Linked DNA regions of Arachis hypogaea: region 2 is linked to region 1. Evidence: chromatin contacts called from public Hi-C data. All regions are on one chromosome and are shown on one strand. The core of a region is the stretch at or near the end of the contact, and the rest is flanking DNA. Distances in the headings are between cores, read along the strand shown. Region 1 holds the start of LOC112740258. Region 2 holds the start of LOC112741461 (homeobox-leucine zipper protein ATHB-14).

Region 1 (3,386 bases), core at 638-3,137:
TTCTTTTAGAATTCTTTCCCGTATTTTATGCGTCGTATACTCCTCTTTATATAATCATAATGACAAAAGTTTAAGCTAATTTTAGGGTCGAGTTCGTCTTGATCCAGATCCGGCCATAAATAATGAACAGGTCTATTTTTGAGACTCTTACTCGACTCTAGACATGATAAAATCACATCAAATTAGCCTCTAAAATGATCCGGCCCGGACCATATACACCCCTAATGTATTTCATGCATAGGCTTCTCTTTATGTAACTATAAATGCTACTTATTTATTACGCCATCTTCACATGATTTTTCTTAATTTTCGCCTCAATTTTTTCTGCCAATTCCTATGGAATTAAGTTTTTAGGAGAAGTTATTTCATGTCAAACTTCACTTATTTACAATTGTTATACATGAGTTAATTGTTTTTTTAGTAGATAATAAATAATAAATAGATTTATTCCTTTAGAATATTATTTATGAATATTCTCTCTCTTCATTGTTATTATTTGTTCTTTTAGAATTCTTTCCTGTATTTTATGCGTCGTATACTCCTCTTTATATAATCATAATGACAAAATTTTAAGCTAATTTTAGGGTCGAGTTCGTCTTGATCCAGATTCGGCCATAAATAATGACCATGTCTATTTTTGAGACCCTTACCCGGCTCTAGACATGATCAAATCACATCAAATTAGCCTCTAAAATGATCCGGCCCGTACCATGTACACCCTTACTGTATTTCATGCGTAGGCTTCTCTTTATGTAACTATAAATGCTACTTATTTATTACGCCATCTTCATTATGATTTTTCTTAATTTTCGCCTCAATTTTTTCCGCCAATTCCTATGGAATTAAGTTTTTAGGAGAAGTAATTTCATGTCAAACTTCACTTATTTACAATTGTTATACATGAGTTAATTGTTTGAAAAATATTTTAGTAGATAATAAATAATAAATAGATTTATTCCTTTAGAATATTATTTATGAATATTCTCTCTCTTCATTGTTATTATTTGTTCTTTTAGAATTCTTTCCCATATTTTATGTGTCGTATACTCCTCTTTATATAATCATGATAACAAAAATTTAAGCTAATTTTAGGGTTCACCAAGAATCGAACTCTTAACTTTTCGTATGTAGAGCTCTAATACCATATCATGATACCACTCATCCCAAAAGCTTACGCTGATGAGAAAAGGTAACACTAATGATTATATCTCTAATATTCCATAAACCTCCATTGTTTGCATTGTACAAGTATTCCATTGGCTCCCCATACTTTCCTAATCATAAATACATAAATGAGTTAAACAATACATATATTTATACATATATACATAATACTGATTTTGATGAATAATTTTAATATACATATAATATTTTTATTAAAATATTCAATTTTATCACACACATCAATTAAAAAATTATTAAAATAATAAATTTAAAATTATATAAGTATATTTCACAAGAAACTAAATTTATACCTTTAAGGCTGTAATCTCTCACTCTTGTCATTAATTTTCTATATACAAAAAAAGATTGGAAAGTTTTAGTCCACAATTTTATTTTCTTAAAATATCATTCTTTATATATATAAACTTGTTATACACATTTATTTAATAAATAAGATGGTGGATTAAGAAATATGTACTAAGTACTAACATTAATTATTATAGGAATATAATATTACAATAGGAAGAAAATAATTAATATGGTCTAGTTTAAAAAATTTACAATTATTTTCTTTAACTTAATTGCATTCAAGTCAAATGGAAGAGCACATATGCAACACGTGAGGCTCACGTGGTTGTAGTATATCTTAAGAGTGCAACCAACAAATTTAACATGCAATATTCACTCCTTCTCCTATACCTTCTTCACTGGATCATGCAGAAACCCCAGCATCATCACCACCATCAATTCCCATCTCCTCTCCACGTGGCACATTCCAAACCCGTTCGATCAAAACCTCCCCGGTTTACCTGAAAACAGTTTTGTATGTTTTTTTGTGCTTCATCACAACTATATTAGTTTATTACTACTAGTCACTCCCACTCCACTTCATAAACACAGGAGCAGAGAGAAACAGAGAGAAGAACAAGAAGAAGATGATGAAGAAGAAGGGTGGTAGTGAGAAGAAGAGGAGTGAGAGTGAGAAGGAGAAGACGAAGATGAGAGAGAGGAAGAGAAGGGCCATCACCACCAACATATTCAGAGGTCTAAGAAACCATGGTGGCTACCCTCTCTCTCATCGCTCCGATATCAATGCCGTTCTCCGCCACCTTGCCAACGAAGCTGGCTTCGTCGTTGACCCTGACGGCACCACCTACCGCTCCAAGGTAAGTAACAACTAACAAGTAATTCCAACACTGCTTTTTTTTTTTCTTTTTTTTTTTCAAGGCAAAATTTTATAGATTAAAATTCTGGTTGAGAAAAGCAAGTATTGGATCATGCATTTCATCATTAGCAGCATTATTGTCATGAATTAGTTTTATTTATTGAATGTTAAATAAATATCAAAACCATAATTATTAATTTCCGTAAAATAACTAGATATAATAATATTTCTCAATTTGTTACCTATAAGGTGACGTATGTATGATGTTTACAATTTGAGAAGTGAATGCACCATCGTGTTTAATTGCATTGACCAATATAATTATTCACACCGGATTTTAATTGTTGTTGTTTTTATTATATGGAATGAATAATGGAGGCTTTGGTGAAGTGTCCACTATGTGGTTCCCGTGCTGCAACCGCGAATTTGTCACCAATCAAGCCCAAGGCCAACGGAAGCGCTTCAACGACGTCGTTGGCAACGTCTGGCGTAGTCAGCAGCAGCATTACAGACCCTGCACCTGCAGCGGTTACTACGGCAGCTGTGTCAAACAACATAGCTAGAGTTGGAGAACGGGGTTGTTCTTCTCATGATCCGTTGCTGTGTTTCGATGGGCCCATTTCAGTGCCCATGTACACGTGTCAAGATCAGGCGGGTGTTGAGAGTTGTGGCGCCAACGGTGCAGATGGTGTGCCGTATTGTGAGGAGATGCAGCGGCAAGAAGATGAAGCAGCGTTTTTGTGTTTGGAAGAAAGTGGCAGCATTCACAACCCTTTGGTTGGGCCTATGCCTTACTTCTGACACCAAATAAAAAAAATTCAAGAGGCGAAAAAAAAAAAAAAGACTCTCAATTATATATATGTTCCTTGTTGCATTGGGTGACAAGTGAACCCAATAAATAAATAAATAAATAAACTTGTTTCTTTGTGAATAAAAGAAACCCTTGCTTGTTATAAGTATATGGTGGTTTTGTTCTTTGGACAAAAATAAGCATTTGGTTTTTTATTTTCGTTTGACTATAATAATATTATGGGCTTATTCAAATTTATTGTTTATT
Region 2 (3,386 bases), core at 535-3,034, 150 kb before region 1:
GAATACTTTGTGCAGAGGTTGGGGAATGAAATGATGAAGGAAACGTTTGCTTCTTATTAACCTAGCAACGACGTCGTTTTTTAATGTGACAGGGGGACAAATCGACCCCTATCCATTCCCACTTATCCACCTTGACACTTAACTTTGGCCTAACTGCCAGATCAGCGCCGGTAAGTGACACATCGGCTTTTTCCGTCAACTATGGATGGGGGATAAACGGGAGGGGGCGCGATGAGTGATTTTTTGCATAGATAGAGACCGACGTGGGTTAGTTTTTTGGTGAGAGATCGCATTGTCCTAATTAGAAATGAACAGGGACCAGATTGAATCTTTACTCTTGAACTGTCTATACTAATACTTTATTAACATTTGTATATAAAAAATTATGATAGATAATGACAAAATTAAACCAAAAGGACAACATGGGTCATAATTCCCAAAAATCTCAACATCTTCATATATATATTTTATTAAATTACTATTTACTTTTAGGTTTTTTTATGTTTATTAAACATAATTTTGATATAAATTTATCCAATTTTTTTAAATAATAATTTTATAGATACTAATAATAAGTTAATTATAATAAGATTTAATTATTTTATTAATTTTTGTAATTTACTAAATTTTTAATAAAATTCATATAATTTAAAAATTTATGATTGAATTTTTATGTTAAATAAAAATTTATAATTAAATTTTTATTAATTATTTTTTAGCAAAAATAGAAAATATTAGAATATTTACTTTTAGAATATTTCATGATGTATTTTGTATCAAATACAAAAATAAAATTTTAAAAATTATTTATATTTTTTAACAAAGAATAGCTTGAAAAAATCTAATTTATAATTTTATCTAATAAAAAATTTAATTATATAAACTTTTAAATTATAAAAATCTAATTAAAATTTTCATAGATTTTAGACAAACAGAATAATTAAAACACAAAAAAAGTTTAAAGTTAAAAATATTATAAATGGTTGAAAGAAATAAGAGTAATTATAAATTAAAAATTTAGTCCCACTAATATTAAAATTCTGGTTCCACCAGTCATACGAATTAATGCAAATCACGTTTATGAAATTTTAAGATTATATATAGGTAATTGAAACTTCAAAAAATATATATAACTGTGCTATATATACATTAAAATTAGTTGTCAAAATCAACTATCAATATAAATACATATTAGAATATAAAAATATATATTAAAAATAAATTAAACTACATATATATTTATATATAAATACATTAGTGACTGAATTTCGTATATAAATAGTATTTTTATTAAAATATGATGCTTGCATGTAACTTTAAAGATCAGATTGATGCTATTTTTTTATAAAAATAAAATGAATAATATATGTCAACATTATAATTTTTGATATTTTTTAAAATCGTAAAAAGAACTAAAATTAAAGAGTCTAATTTATGTATTTTAAAATTTTTAATCTTTTTAAAATAAAATTCAATTTCTACTTCTCAAATTAAATGATTTTATATTTAAGATTAATACTTGAACAGTGTACAATTCAAAAAAATAATATTATTAATCCAATATCAAAAATAAAAATATTCAGATTAAAGATTAACTCATAATTTTACATATTTAGAGTAAAAATAATAAAATAAATACTAAAAAAAATAAAATTTATTATTTTTAATTATTATTTGTAATCATTAACTAATTTTTCTAATTTTATAATCTAATTATATTTTTAAATATTAATAGCACTAAAAATAATAAATTATAAATGATGTGTAGCGTTCCTTTGATAATAGAGCACATAAAACACACACGTACACTACACAAACATACTCTTCTTCTTCCTCCTCTCTGCTCTTTCTTCCATATCTTTCTGTGGGTACCCTTCTCTCTCTCTCTCTCTCTCGAGATTGGTGTCAAAGATAAAGACCACTGCCATACCCACACACACTCTTCTCACTCCAAACAAAAGCTCTCTCCACAACTTCAAACACCACAAACTCCATTCTTCATCACCATCATCTAATGAAGGAGAGTGGAGGCTCTCTTCGACAAGAGAGCCTACCCGAGATTACCACCACCAAAGAAGCTGAGAAAGAAGAACCAAACTACTAAACACTCACCTCTTTCTTCTTTCTCTCTCCATACATACATACTCCATTTTCAGCTCAAAGTAACAACCTTTTCTGTTTTCTTCTTCGTGGGCTGTGTCTTCTTTGTGTTTGTGTTTTCGCTTCAATGGCACTTTCTATGCACAAGGACGCGTCAAATAGCATGGATTCAAGCAAGTACGTGAGGTACACACCTGAACAAGTTGAGGCTTTGGAAAGGGTCTATGCTGAATGTCCAAAGCCTTCTTCTTTGAGAAGACAACAACTCATCAGAGAGTGCCCAATCCTCTCAAACATTGAGCCTAAACAGATCAAAGTCTGGTTCCAGAACCGAAGGTATATTATGGACCCCTTTGTTTTCAACATTGCAACGTTTCATAACTTTGTGCAAAAAGTCTTAACTTTTTTTTTTGTCTCCCTTTTTTCACCTTTCATTGATTCTGTTTTTGTTAAGTGTCTTCAAAAGTTGTCAACTTTGGAAAAAACCGGATTTTTGGTCTGATAGCAATATATTTCCAAGTTTGTTGAGTCTCTTGTGTGAATATCAGATTGGGGAGGAAAATGCTTTGCCTTTTTTGGCTAACACTTAACAACCATTGTCATGGTTCTGTTTGGTTCCCTCTTGAGAAGTTTCTGCTTTCTTGATTTGTTGAGTTTGTTCCTGTCTTGAAAGATACTGACAATGTTCTTGTGTAGATGCCGTGAGAAGCAAAGGAAAGAAGCCTCTCGCCTGCAGACAGTGAATAGAAAGCTGACTGCAATGAACAAGCTGTTGATGGAGGAGAATGACCGGTTGCAGAAGCAGGTCTCCCATTTGGTCTATGAAAATGGATATATGAAGCAACAAATTCATACTGTAAGAACATTCTTCTCTTCAAGAGTTCAATCTATTTTTTTGTTGTTTTTTGAACTTCTTGATGATATTTGATACACTTTTTGTTTTATCACACATAAAATGGAAATGTTTGTTTTAAGATAAGGATCTTGTCATGTGGTGTGTCGTTTCCAGGCATCTGCTACTACTACCACAGACAATAGCTGTGAGTCTGTTGTGATGAGTGGTCAGAACCAACAACAGCAAAACCCAACACCTCAGCATCCCCAAAGGGATGCTAACAACCCAGCTGGGTAAGTAACCCTGTAACAAAGATTTTTCTTTTGCTGTAAAATAAGCAAATGTTTGTTGTATGTTTTTATTCTAGTGTTTCTAATTTTTCACAAATTCCTGAGTCTTTTTTTTTTCTTTGATGTCATTGTTAGTCTTCTCGCCATAGCTGAGGAGACCC

Evidence for each region. Hi-C and Micro-C count contacts between places; a contact is called where the count stands out from the background.
Region 2: a Hi-C map of an unstated tissue shows a contact between it and region 1, with 3 times the contacts expected there. The contact joins the promoter of LOC112741461 here to the promoter of LOC112740258 in region 1. A contact is called at or near these places in 3 of 8 Hi-C or Micro-C datasets (leaf and an unstated tissue).

The regions. Positions count from the first base shown.
Region 1 is chr14:10,670,718-10,674,103 of arahy.Tifrunner.gnm2.J5K5, reverse strand. LOC112740258 reads left to right here and starts at 1,887. Exons shown (of 2, transcript XM_025789033.3): 1 at 1,887-2,330; 2 at 2,708-3,283. The coding sequence starts at 2,100. The coding sequence ends at 3,130.
Region 2 is chr14:10,824,167-10,827,552 of arahy.Tifrunner.gnm2.J5K5, reverse strand. It overlaps LOC112741461 (homeobox-leucine zipper protein ATHB-14), which reads left to right and starts at 1,784. Exons shown (of 18, transcript XM_025790462.3): 1 at 1,784-2,436; 2 at 2,797-2,956; 3 at 3,110-3,228; 4 at 3,361-3,386. The coding sequence starts at 2,228.